2 separate regions of the Sus scrofa genome follow, and region 2 is linked to region 1. The links are chromatin contacts, called in public Hi-C maps. All regions are on one chromosome and are shown on one strand. The core of a region is the stretch at or near the end of the contact, and the rest is flanking DNA. Distances in the headings are between cores, read along the strand shown.

Region 1 (7,029 bases), core at 2,926-5,425:
AAGGGAATGAGATTCGATTTCTCTGAGTTGCTGTTGGCCACATGCCACCCAACATGGCAGCCTTCAACCTGGGCACCTGATGGCTCTGCATCATGGCTGGGGGGTGGCGCCCTCGGTCTCTGCCCTCCAGAAGGGACTGGGACACAGTTAACGTGCCAGAATCTTGCAGCGCAAGTGAGAAGCTGCCAGGCTGGGCAGCCAGTGCCTTGGGGATTTTTTTTTTTTTTTTTGTCTATACTTTGCAAAGAAGACTCTTATAATGTGGAGGTTTCTTTGTTGTTGTTATTTTGTTTGTTTGTTTTTAGTGCCACAGCCATGGCACATGGAAATTCCCAATGCTACAGCTGCTGGCCTACACCATAGCCACTGCAAAGTGGGGTCTGAGCCACGTCTGTGACCTACAGCACAGCTCATGGCAATGCCAGATCCCCGACCCACTGAGTGAGACCAGGGATCGAACCTGCATCCTCATGGATACTAGTCGGATTCATTTCCTGCTGTGCCATAGCAGGAACTTCCCTGGCTTGGGGACTTACTGAGATCTCAGGATGTCTCCCCAGCAGGTTCTTGTCCAGTGCCTTGAAAGGCCCCCAGGAATCTGAGAATGAGAATGTCTAGTGTGGGTCTCAGACACTCTGGACTCCTTGTTTGTTCAGAATGGGCGCTCTGGTTTATAAGTAACAGCCTTAGCATTTGCTTGTAAAGCCTTTACGGAGCCAAGCATGGAAACCACACAGAGTGTGCAGAGTTTCAAAGGCCCCAACTCAACGGAGGCTTCACAGTGCTCTTGGTTGTTCCCCTGAGCTTACCTGGCTGACATCCATCGTGTCATATACTTAGCAGCAGCTCATAGCAAGGGACATTTTTTTCTGTTTTATAAAATGTGGAATGTTTTCTGTTAAAGCCTTTCAGGACTGGCAGGCAGGACACCAGCAAAGCTTGAGAATTTAGTCCATGTTGATCCTGTGTGATGCTTCACTAAAGAAGGTTTTTTGTAAACTTCTGCCTCAGTAAGGGCTGGGGGAAGGTGGGGGGGGGTGGGTGGGTTCAAGGGCCAGGGCTTATCAGAGATCATAAGCAGTAAAATGCTTGAAAAATACTCTGCATGAAGGACACAACATAAGTCCCATCCCCGGGGAAACATGCTTCCTGGAGGAGATTCCTGGGGTGCTCTTGGGATTAATACGGCAGAAGGGAGCAGGGGCCAAGAGGGATGTGGGAGACTCAATGCAAGCCCACTAAGGCCACAGCTGAGCCCTCCTGACAAGGGGGATCAGGCTGCCTGGGAAGAGGCAGGACAGCTTGCTTCAGTGGGGGCAGCCCTGTGGGCAGCACTCCCAGTGGTGGGGCTTAAGTCCTTTATGCCATAAGGGCTCGTGCATGAGGAGCAGCGCTGAGCCCATTGCAAGGTGGGAAAACAGCAGGCTGCAGGTTGATGTGGGTGCATGTGGTTCAGGCAGGCCCACCTGTGCACCTGTGCTTTCCCCACATGCACCTGCGGCCTGTGGGCTCCCTCTCTCCAGCAGAAGCATTGAGCTGGGCGGCTGAGCTGGGCATCCCTGGCCTTAAGCACAGCCTGCAGTCAATGGGAGCACGGTGTTAGTGGATACTTCCGGACTCCTGCATGAATAACTCGGAGGTGGCATCTATGTGATCCCCCAGAGTTCCCAGCAGAATGACGTCTAGCTGCCCGCAATGTGACTTGCTGGACAACATGTCCCTCACTGGCTTCCTCCCTTCCTGCCTCACCTGCCCATCCCCTCTTATGCCTTCAGGTAAGCTCGGCTGATGGAGGATCCATGCAAAGATTTTGCTCTGAGGCCAGCCCAGGGCTCCCTGGGGCTTGGAGGGATCTAGTCTTTATGCGCAGTGTCTTTAAGGACCACTGTCAGGAAGGTTCTGGGATTTTCATCAGTGCCAAGCATTTCAGGGTCCAAGCCATGGCCTGTATCCCTTCTCAGTGCCATCAGAGGTGCTGACCGGCATGTCCAGAGAAGTTCTGAAGGCTGGTCATGGCTGGGATGCTGATGTTGGCCATTCTCTGTCCAGAGGCTCTTCTGAGGACAAACAAGGGTGATCGTTTAACCATCTCACTCGCCATCAACTTATAGACTTGGGTCTGTGCTCGGCCTGAACTGTCCTCCCACTAGCTGTGCTCTCTTACTGGAGTGGGAACAGACTGCTCAGAGATGTGTGGTGCTCCCCGAACACTCGGCCAAGGGTCCATGCAGATTTTCTCTGACTCATCAACTTGGAGAAACCCAGCAGGCCTGCCCCGCTTCCTGGGCTCCTCCTGTATTTATTATTTATTTATGTTTATTAGGGCCGTACCTGAGGCATCTGGAAGTTTCCAGGCTAGGGGTCCAATAAGAGCTACTGTGGCCTATGTCACAGTCACTGAAACACCAGACCCTTAACCCACTGAGCCAGGCCAGGGATTGAATCTGTATCCTCAAGGATACCAGTTGGGTTTGTTTCTGCTGAGCCACAACAGGAACTCCCTGGGAGTCCTTCTTTAAAATCAACAACGAATTCATCTCTGATGACCTTAGATACCAATTGGCATTGGTTTTACTTTTTTTGGCCATACACGTGGCCTATGGAAGTTCCTGTGCCAAGGATCAAATCCACCTGAGACCTGTGCCACAGCTGTGGTAATACCAGATCCTTAACCCACTGCGCTGGGCAGGGATCAAAACCATATCTCCACAGCAACCTGAGCCACTGCAGTTGGATTCTTAACCCATTGCACCACGGTGGGAACACCTTGGTGTAGATTTTAGAACAAGAATGAAAGAAATACAAACATCAGGACGCTGATAGATTCCTTCCAAGTTCCCGCAGTTTTCAGCCAGCACTCATTGTTTTATGGGGGTCCAATCCCTCCTTGAAGCTGGCAAAGTCATGCTGGACTTTCTGCCAGTGACTTTGCCAGTGTTGAATCCCCACGGTCTTTCATCACTGCATGACACATGCAAAACCCTCCCTGCGCCCAGGGCTGGGGGCCCACATACCCTGGGGAGAGGACCTCATTTTGGAGGCTGAGGAGGGCTCCTGGCTCCCTGGGTAGAGACCTGGTCACGTGGGCAGCCTCAGGGCTCGTGGCATCAGTGGGCTTTTTGGAGGTAGGGGCCGTCTTCTCCTTCTGGTCAGCTAGCTATCTGGCTGCTAGTTTTCCACTGATTAGCTCCCTTTATCTAAGTAAATCCATGAGACTGATTTTTTTTTGTTTGTTTGTTTTTTAGGGCCGCACCTGCAGCATATGGAGATTCCCATGCCAGGGGTCTAATCGGAGCTACAGCTGCGAGCCTACACCACAGCCACAGCAACGACAGATCTGAGCCTCGCCTGCTGGCTACACCACAGATCACAGCAACGCTGGATCATTAACCCACTGAGTGAGTTCAGGGATGGAACCCACAACCTCATGGTTCCTAGTCGGATTTGTTTCTGCTGCACCACAGTGGGAACTCTGAGACAGATTTTTGTTTTAATCCTCAGATTGTACCAGATCCCATTCATTAAGGGAAATGAGGGCCTTTTCCCCAGCATTTAAAAATACCTTAAAAATACTTTCCTTGAGGAGTTCCCACTGTGGCACAATAGGATTGGCATTGTCTTTGGAGCGCTGGGACACAGGTTCGATCCCCAGCCTGGCACAGTGGGTTAAAAGGAGCCAATATTATTGCATCTGTGGCTCAGGTCAGACCCGATCCCAGGCTTATAAATGCTGTATACCGTGGGGTGGCCACAAAAAAAAAAAAAAGCGCCCCAAACTTTACCCGAGCACTAAGAAACTTGAAGCCAGTTCTGCGTTTGCAGATATTACTCGCTCTCTTTTTTGGGCTCTGCTGTACCTTGTGGCTGACCCCTGTCTTAAGTGGATAGGGGCCTCCAGGGCCTATGTCACCAGATGGCTGGGAGGCCCCTGAGACCGCCAGGGCTTCCTCCCCTTCCTCTGAGTGAGGAGCCTGGCCATCAGGGATGGTCTGTTTGGGTGGATATCAGTGCTTTTGCTGTTGTGACACAGGGTCTGTGGCCTCTGTTGTACTGTGGCCTCAGTACAAGGAGAGGCCTTGGAAGTTGAGCCATTTGTCCTACAGGACACTGTGGGCTAATCCTCAAGCCATCAGCAGCATGGCTAAGTAAACATGAACCTGAACACACCACCTGTGTGCTGTTCTGAAAGTGCCAAGCCACTCCGCTCTGGATCCCAAGGGGACCCGGTTGTGACCATGCCCTGACCCAGAGCCCTGAGTCGGCCTTGTCCTCTCCCAGCTCAGCCGTCACGTGGAGCCTCTCTCTCCATGTGCACCTGCCGACACAGGCCCCTGCAGCCCTTGGCCCTGGTCTGTCGCTGCCTCTGTCCTCTCTCAGGTCACTCAGGAGGGCTGAACTAGATTGCAATCGCACCTCTGCTAAGCTGGAAACCTCACAGGGTAGAGGACAAGACTCAGCACCCACGCAGTTTAAACATCTGCTCCTGCGTTCCAAGCATGTTTGCTTTGGTGCTGTTGCGGGGACAAGCAGTCCCCAGTTTTCCGCTTCTGCCCCTCCCTATTGCAGGCTGGGGCTTCTTGCATTTTGTGCTTCATAGTCCCCACATTCAGGCGCGGCTTCCCTTTGTGTCCCCTCATCCCGTGGCCAGTACTTTGCTGTCTGAGCCTAAGCCACCCTTGGGTGACCCACAGAAACCTGCCTGGGGCTGCTGTGACGTCAGAGCACCTGAGCTGAGGGCCGGCCTCCAGGGGCTGATTGATGCTCCTCCCTCTGCTCCGCCCCCACCCCTGGCCCCAGCCCACTGAGCCAGATCCCATGGAGCCTTCCCCTCCTGGCTCACATCTCAGGTTCTCAGCAACTCCAGCTCCCATGAGACTGGCTGCTTGTCCTGGGCCCTCTGCCTCCTCTTTTCCTGGCAGCTTGTCGCTATCCACATTCCGTGGCACCTGCTGCTTCCTTCCTGAAAGAGACGGTTCTCTTTCTTGCTGCACCCCCCTCCATTAGAAGGCAGACCCTGAGGGCAGGATCTTGTCTTGTTCAGAACAAGGGTCGTGTCTGGGGCAAATGTCTGGTGATCGAATCAAATGCGAGTTGAAGCTGCAGGAGCCTGGCTCACCTTGCCCAGCATTTCATCCTCAAGCTGTGAAGCCCAGGCCCCAAGAGCCCACTGATTTGCCAGAGATGACATTGTGGTCCTGGCAGAGGTGGGCTGAGGGGCTGGGGGGCACACAGGGAGCAGGTTCTCGAGCCAGGCCTCCATCATCAGCCTGGAGCAAGCTATGCCACTTCTCTGTGCCTCAGTTTTCCCATCTGCACTCTGGGGATATAAGAGCAGGTGTAGGAGTTCCCGTCGTGGCACAGCGGAAACCAATCCGATTAGGAACCATGAGGTTGTGGGTTCAATCCCTGGCCTCATTCACTGGGTTAAGGATCTGGTGTTGCCATGAGCTGTGGTGTAGGTTGAAGATGCTGCTCAGATCTGGTGTTGCTGTGGCTGTGGCGTAGACCAGCAGCTGTAGCTCCAATTAGACCCCTAGCTTGGGAACCTCCATATGCTGCAGGTGCGGGCCTAAAAAGCAAAAACAAACAAACAAACAAAAAACAAAAGCAGGTGCACCTCCCAGGATTACTGTGTGGTTTAAAGAGCAAACTGTGGGGAAAGTCCTGGGGACAATGCTGGCCCTTTAGGAGGGACAGAGCAGAGTTCACTGTTGCATTAATCAGAGTGGTTGGTATGCAACCCACAGTGTGGAGAGAAGAAATGATACACAAAGTGGGTACATCCTTGGAGGGATCTGTGAGCGTCTCACAGGTGCTTACTCAGGCCTAGGGGGCTACACAGAGCAGGACATCTCCAGTTGTCTCAGTTTTCTCTTGGGAGTGTCTGCAGCCCTTTCTCTGTCATTTATTAGCCCCGCACCCACACCCGCTCAGAAGCTCACTGGTTTATTCTACAGCAGTGCATCTACTCAAGGACACGTCAGTGGTGCTCAGGGATCCGTTCTGCTCCTTCCCTTCAGCCCTGTAAACTCGGCTGCTGCAAATGGACCAGTCTGTGTCCTGGAGCTCCGGGGCCCTGACTCTTTCTTCCACCTGCTGGGAATGTACCCACATGCTAACACACCATGCAGCCCAAGGACCGTGCTGGGACCAAGCGTGCTCAACACTGCAGTGAGAGGAGGATGTGGTTATCAGAAGAAACCACCCTGGAAATGGCCCTGCTGAGGTTCACGCAACCTGCAATGCCCCGCCTGCAGCTCTCTGTCCCAGCATGCTCTGGGGCCCCACTCCAGTAGCTTTCTGGCTGCCATCACGCTGGCCATTGCCTCCCACATCTGATGTGGTGTGTCCTTCCTGTGGCCACACAGAAGCAGGTCTTGCTTTCTGTTGGCTTTGTTCTCTCAAGTGTGGATAGGGTTCCTTTGGTTCCCAAGGAGCCCGCTTTCCAAGCAGCCCTGGTGCCAGCAGCTGGAGTCTTTTTTTAGGGCAGTCAAGCATTTGTACTGAATGTTCTGAGTTGGCCTGGCCTGTGCAGGGTCACCAGTGGGAACCGGGTAACAGGAAAGCCAGTTGCTTCTGAGCCCTGAGGTTTGCTGACATTCCCTCCGGCTGCCCAATGAGCTTTCCATCCAGAGAACAGCTGTGGCTGCCGGTCTGGGCCTCCAGCACCCAGTCTTTCCTTCCTCCTCCCTGACTTCCTTGTCCCTACTCTGCTGCCTTTTTTTTTTTTTTGTCTTTTTAGGGCCTTACCTGCAGCATATGGAGGTTCCCAGGCTAAGGGTCGAATCGGAGCTGCAGCTGCAGGCCTACACCACAGCCAAACAATGCCAGATCCCTAACCCACATCCTCATGGATACTGGTCGGTTTCGTAACCTGCTGAGCCACAGTGGGAACTCCTCTGATGCCTTTCTTGTTCCTTGTCCTGGCTCTGGAGGAGGGACGAGACCCAGACTGCAGGTCTCCCTGCCCCCAACAGAGGCGGCAGACACCCCACCCTCCGCCCCCAGCCAGAGATTCAAGGCCAATAA
Region 2 (7,029 bases), core at 3,000-5,499, 150 kb after region 1:
TGGCACCAAGGCCCTCCCCTTGGCTGCCTCCCAGACATGCTGTGAAGAGCTGTGGTCAGCGAGAGGCCCTGGTCCTTTCCCTCCAGCTCCGTGGCCATGTGCATAAACCAGGACTTTGTATCATTCATCTTGTAATTGAAACTCCCTTTGGTTAAAATGCACGGGCTCCAAGCCTCCCTAAACAAGGCATTCTTTCTGATCCTTTGAAAGAACAGGTGAGTCGCCTTGATCTCTAACTCTTGTATCATTCCAGAACTTCTTTGATCCTCAAAGCAGCTTGCAGGCCCGCCAGTTGGGGGCTGGAGGGCAGATACTGGGCCTCTGACACCTTCCCAGGGACAGCTGGGCCTCTAAAGGAGAGGGGCCAGTTCAAGCTGTAGGTTATGGTGACGATGTCAGCAGGGCTACAGTACTTGATAAAATATGATTGGAATAATAGACATCATCACAGCAAGCATGTGGCGAGTTCTGTACTCCAGCCCTTGTGACTGTGCCAGGCCTAGCCAGCAATCCCCTGAACAGGGACATCCACTATGGCCAGGAGATGCATTTCTGGTAGCAAAAGTTTTCTCCCTCCTCCTCTTCCTCCTCCTCCTCAGTCTCTCCTCTTCTTGGGAGAGGAATGGATTAACACTTCAAAGTTGAGCCCTTAGGAAGGGCCAGCATTCCGGGGGAAGACCTGTTTGTTTTGCGGATGGCTCAGAACCCAAAGCATGCACCTCCCTCTGACTTCTTGAGCTCAGAGTGAAAGTGGGCATGGTAGAGGTAAGATGCGATGTCTTGGATGTAGAGGAGAGGGGAGGCTGGAGGGAGGAAGGGCTCCCACATGCTCAGTGGAGGAAAAATTGTCAACTGATGATTTGATGGGAAAAAAATAAATAAATAAAGCCAGATTGGTCTCAGGCCTTGGGCTTTGTGTGCACGAGGGAGCCTGATTCCTGGTGATGAGTTCCTATGATCAGTTTCCCCGATTGCAACCTTAGAATAAGGGGCGACAGATTTTCACTAACGCTTCTGGGAAGACCAGGGAAAGAGTTATGGGACATCAGTAACAAATTTTCTTTCTTTCTCTTTCTTTCTTTCTTTCTTTCTTTCTTTCTTTCTTTCTTTCTTTCTTTCTTTCTTTCTTTCTTTCTTTCTCTCTCTCTCTCTCTCTCTCTCTCTTTCTTTCTTTCTTTCTTTCTTTCTGTCTCTCTCTCTTTCTTTCTGTCCTTCCTTCTTTCTCTCTCTCTTTCTTTCTCTCTTTCTTTCTTTCTTTCTCTCTCTCTCTCTCTTTCTTTCTTTCTTTCTTTCTTTCTTTCTTTCTTTCTTTCTTTCTTTCTTTCTTTCTTTCTTTCTCTCTCTCTCCCTCTTTCTTTCTTTCTGTCTTTCCTTCCTTCCTTCTTTTTAGGGCTGCACCTGTGGCATATGGAGATTCCCAGGCTAGGGGTCAAATCGGAGCTACAGCTGCCGGCCTACACCACAGCCACAGCAACGCTAGATCCGAGCTGTGTCTGTGACCTACACCCACTGAGCAATGCCAGGATCAAACACCCCTCCTCATGAATACTAGCTGGATTCCTTTCCATTGCACCAAAACAGGAACCCCCAGTATCAAATTTCTTAAAGAAAGCTGTTAAGTACCTCTGTTTCTTGGAGTTCCCATTGTGACTCAGCAGGTTAAGAACCTGACATAGTGTCTGTGAGGATACATGTTCTATCTCTTGCTTCACTCAGTGGGTTAAGGATCTGGCATTGCCGAAAGCTGCATCATAGGTCTCAGATGCATCTCAGACCCAGCGCTGCCCTGACTGTGGCATAGGCTAGCAGCTGCAGCTCTAATTCTATCACCAACCCAGGAACTTCCATATGCCATGGGTGTGGCTGTAAAAACAGAAAAACAAACAAAAAACCCCAAACAACACAAAAACCCCTTCTGTTTCTCCATGAAGAATTCCTCTTACATGTTAGCAATGCTTTCTCTTCTCTTCATCTTCACAAAAGCTATTTTTAAAATTTTTATTTTTTTCACTTTTTTTTATTTGTCTTTTTAGGGCTGCTCCATCGGCATATGGATGTTCCCAGGCTAGGGGTCTAATTGGAGCTGTAGACTCTGGCCTGCGCCACACCCACAGCAATGCCAGATTTGAGCCATGTCTGCAACCTACACCGCAGCTCATAGCAACGCCAGATCCTTAACCCACTGATTGAAGTCAGGGATGGAAACTGCGTCCTCATAGATGCTAGTCAGATTCATTTCTGCTGAGCCATGACAGGAACTCCTCCACAAAAGCTATTTCTTAAGATTTCTCCTATTATTTAGAGATATCCAACCCTTACCTTTAGCTTGGCTCTTAGTGAGGCAGAAGGCTTGGGTTCAACCAACACAATGCTCCCGACAGCTTAGAGTAAAAGAAATGCCGCCTGTCATATCAGCAAACAAAGGATGTTGTAGCCATTAAGCCATCATACTACAGCTGCGCCCCCCAACCCCCAGCCTTGGGGAACCTCTGGATAGAAAACAGGATACCTGCCAAGGAGCCCTCAGCCTCTGCAACCTCCCCCAAGGATGTGCCCTGAGGGGACTCAGAATGGGAAAGCTGAGGATACTGGCTTCAGACAGCTGAGATGCATATCAAAGGAATGATTGCAATGAGCCCAGACTCTTGCATTTTCCCATAGAGAGAAAAGCGCTAAATTCATTAACTTGAGATACCTGATTTTCTTTAATTAACTGTAATCTTTTGATATTCTGACTAGCTGGTCTTTGTGGCAAAAACACTTATGTATCTTCGCTTCTCCCTTTCCTCTTTGGAGCAGTCCCACAGAGCTAGAGGCTGCCTCCTGGGCTTAGGTTTTGTCCGCTGAATAAAACATAGTTCTCAAATTCTAGGTTGTACTTTTTTTTTTTTCAGTTGACACAAACCTGTAGAAACTTGTCCCTTGGGGGTCTTTCCTCCTCTCACTGGCTTTTCATAGTTGTTCTAACAGACAGGTCCCTATATTATATCCTCCTATATTTTATACATAATCTAAATGAAATAGAAAAGACAATAAATAAATAAAGTAAATAAATATTTATAAAGACAAATAAATAAATAAAAAGGGATTTCCCATCGTGGCTCAGTGGTTAATGAACCTGACTAACATCCATGAGGATTCGGGTTCGATCCCTGGCATTTCTCAGTGGGTTAAAGGACCGGCGTTGCCTTGAGCTGTGGTGTAGGTTGCAGACGAGGCTTGGATCCCGAGTTGCTGTGCCTCTGGCATAGGCTGGCAGCTACAGCTACAGACCCCTAGCCTGGGAACTTCCATATGCTGCAGGTTCAACCCTCAAAAGACAAAAAGCCAAAAAAAAAGAAATAGAATAGATTGTCTATTGTGTAATTGTCCCAGTAGTCCACTGGAGTTGATACAAATGAGAAAGCCAAGGCCCAGGGAAATTAACTCTGTCCAAAGCTGTACAAATAAAACATGGCAGAGCTAGATTTGAAAGTCAGATCTGAGTCCAACAACCTCTATTCACAAACTGATCTCTCAGTTGATACCACTGCTTTCACTCCATTATCTGTGGACAGAGTACTTCTTGAACTTAGCACCATGTGGCTATGGGTGTTCTGGGTCTTACCTAAAATGATACCAACTGAAAAAAATAAAATGATACCAACTGAAAATTAAAAAAATTATTTGTGTCATGCATAAAACATGACAATATGGAAGTACACCAATACGATGCTATAGATGGATGAGGACTTGTAGCTGGAAAATTATCTAATCCAATTTGGAAAAAAGTTGCAAATTGTTTTGTTGCATTTTATAGTTAGTTTTAGAAATGCTTTCAAGTGCCCTAGTTCAAGTTGATCTTGCATCTTGCAGTAACACTGTGACGTTGGTAAGTCAAATGTTGCCATTGTCATTTTTGCAGCTGACGTCCACATCTATGTAGAGAAACTTGCCTAACGTCCTAACAACTCGGAAATGTAATCTGGATCTCAAACCTCCAGTTGTGTACTCCAATTCCAGAACTTTCATGTACTCATGTACTCATTCTCCCCCTCCCCCATTTATCATATTTTTATATATTTTCTACTATTCCTTGGGACCTTACCGAGCACTGTGAAAATAAAAACTGAGCACGATCCAACCTCATCTTTGAAACAGCAGGCATCCTGGAGGGAAGAACAACCGGTGATGATATTGGCACAGGACCCAGTGCTGGATGTTCAGAGGGCAACTTGGGCATCAAGGTGGAATAACCAGTTCTGCGGAGAGAGATAGGAAAGTGCCACAGAGCTGGTGGCATTTCAGTGGGCCAGTGGATGTGTTTGGGCAAAGGAGGTGATGAACATTTAAATAAAAGAACATCCATAAAGGAACTGGCATTTGGTGGCCGGCACAAAGGCCATGTGTTAGAAGCTCGAGGGCACTCAGGAAGATGTAGGAGATGAGAACAGCAGTGGACAATGAGGCCTGATTTGAGGTGGGTCATAGGCACCACACTCAAGCGTCTAGAATTTATCCTGTAAATCTGTATTTCTCAACTGAGCTTGGCCAAATATTAGAGGCCTGTGGACCTGTTCTCGGAAATCCATGAGCACTTTTTGGTTTTTAACATTGGTGATATTTAAAAATAAAATATCACAGGTCTGTTCTGGATCATTTGGAGAGCTCACGTGGATGGACTTGACTCAGATCACACTCACTAGAACTTGTGCCACTGACCTTTTGGGTGGCGGATAGCTTTCAGGTCAAAGTACATCAGAAGGAGGTCATGAAAGTTTCATAGGAGTTTGGATGGAGAACAGGTGAATGAAGGCCAAGTCTTCACACCAAACCAGGGAGTATCAACTTGTCAACATCAAAGGAATGTGGACTCTGTTTGTCAAAACCATAGTCACATTGGGAATGGATGTTCTTTGCACGGCCTGTCCTATTACCTGTTGTGTCATAACAATTTATTTGCAGTAAATGTTGGAGTAACTATTGGAAAGTTTTTCTGTTCTCCTTGCAGAATTATTTCTACTAGAAATCTAACATATATTTACGTAATAGAAAAATGACTGTTGTATTTTCAAGTGAACAAGACAATGTGACTAATTTATGCAGAGACATTTGATCAAAAGTGACTTTTGAGCCTTGCTGGCATTTTTTGGTTAGCTGTAAGATTATGCTGAACTAATAAACAAAATCAAGATGCTTATTACTCTTTAATATATTTAAATGTGGATTTAAAAATGATAAATAAATAGACAATTGAACACAAGACTATGTTTCTCTCCCTATCATCAGTCAGTTACAATAATTCATATTATTACAACATCATTCATATTAAATATACAATTTTACCGTGATGTTAATTTTATAGTTTTATTTGTACTAATATGAAGTTGGGTTTGTTTTATAGTTAAATAAGAGTATAAGAATAGTGTTCTTACACATAATTTTTTGTTGGCACATATTTCAATACAAAAAATAAGAATAATAGAAATAGTGATATGATTGGAGGAGTTCCTGCTGTGGTGCAGTGGCCTAGGGATTGAATATTGCTGCAGCTATGGCTTAGGTTGCAGCTGCAACTTTGATTTGATCCGTGGCCCGGGAACTTCAATGTGCCTTGGATGAAAAAAGAAAAAAAATTATCTGATATGATCTGAGACAATGCTAAAGATGCAAGGTCATTATTTTTTCTTTAAAAGGGGGTATAACTATTTCTAAGATTTAGAAGCAAGTGAGAGTTATAATCAGAGGACTTTTAATGCATGATTATATTTTCGTCACAGATAGGACATTGATGACCACGTGGATAACGTGGAAGGAGGAAAGCTGGAAGGTGGAATACTAGCCGAGAAGCTGATACAGCAGTGGGGTGGGGAGAAGAGATGGCATTATTCGCCATTTCTGCAACAGAATAAAACACATTCGTGCCTGGGTGGGTATGAAGGGTGTTGCTGCGATGAAGATGGTCCAGAGGGTGGAGATTTTAAGCTTGTGCCATTCTAGATAAGAATAAATCTCATTAATAATAAAAACTACAGGGATCGAGAATCCAAAATCCAGCACACGCTGGCTAAAATTTACCAGGATTTGTTTTGTACATCTGCTAATCCTGTTTTTCAGTAAGATGTAGATTACACACACACACACTCACACACCAAGCACATCCTAGCCGAGAAGGCAGGGAGAAAAACAACTGATGAGAGGCAAATTGGGTGAAGATGAATTCCTTTCAGCTCTAATATTCCATATATGATTCTGTGGTGTTGAAATAGTATTATGAAAAGTGGGTTTTTTTTGGTTGGTTTTTTGTTTCTTGCTTTTGATCATTTGCATGAAGAACACGATATATTTTCTCTCAGGTCTTTTCTCATATTAGTACTTTCAAAACTTTCAGGCCAAAGTTGGCCATAGGATAGTTCTGGTTCCAGGTAAGATGGAAGAAGCTCATGTCACTCCTTCTTTCCCACTGGATGAAACCAAAACACTGGACAGGATGCACAGAGCAGCGATCTGAAGATTCTGGAGAGCAAATAGTAGCAGGCACACTGGGGAAGGGAACCAAATAGTTCTCAGTGTGATTGATTTGGTGGTGAGTTTCTTTCTTTGCTTTTTTTTTTTTTAAACTGATTTTTTTCGTTATAGCTGGTTTACACTATTCTGTCAATTTTCTACTGTACAGCAAGGTGGCCCAGTCACACATACATGTATACATTCTTTTTTCTCACATTATCCACCATCATGCTCCATTTTAAGTGACTAGATATGGTTCCCAGTGCTATACAGCAGGATCTCATTGCTCATTCATTCCAAAGGCAATAGTTTGCATCTACTCCCAGTCTGCCCTACTCTCTTCCCCTTGGCAACCACAAGTCTGTTCTCCAAGTCCATAATTTTCTTTTCTCAGGAAATTTTCATTTGTGCCATATATTAGATTCCAGATTTAAGAGATACCATATAGTATTTGTCTTTCCCTTTCTGCCTTACTTCATTTAGTCTGAGAGTATCTAGTTCCATCCATGTTGCTGCAAATGACATTATTTTGTTCTTTTATAT

The links. Hi-C and Micro-C count contacts between places; a contact is called where the count stands out from the background.
Region 2: a Hi-C map of liver shows a contact between it and region 1, with 9 times the contacts expected there. The contact joins two enhancer-like sites. A contact is called at or near these places in 2 of 47 Hi-C or Micro-C datasets (both in liver) and 1 of 2 datasets of contacts at active chromatin or transcription factors (skeletal muscle).

What each region holds. Positions count from the first base shown.
Region 1 is chr14:1,191,371-1,198,399 of Sscrofa11.1, forward strand. No RefSeq gene overlaps it. Among named protein-coding and RNA genes, the nearest start is that of GADD45G, 29 kb to the left of the region's middle. Within about 2 kb of position 4,176, at least 3 of the 83 cell types and tissues checked have an H3K27ac peak or open chromatin away from gene starts, as enhancers often do. A contact at or near this core is called in liver, where this site is marked.
Region 2 is chr14:1,340,767-1,347,795 of Sscrofa11.1, forward strand. No RefSeq gene overlaps it. Among named protein-coding and RNA genes, the nearest start is that of GADD45G, 180 kb to the left of the region's middle. Within about 2 kb of position 4,250, at least 1 of the 83 cell types and tissues checked has an H3K27ac peak or open chromatin away from gene starts, as enhancers often do. A contact at or near this core is called in liver, where this site is marked.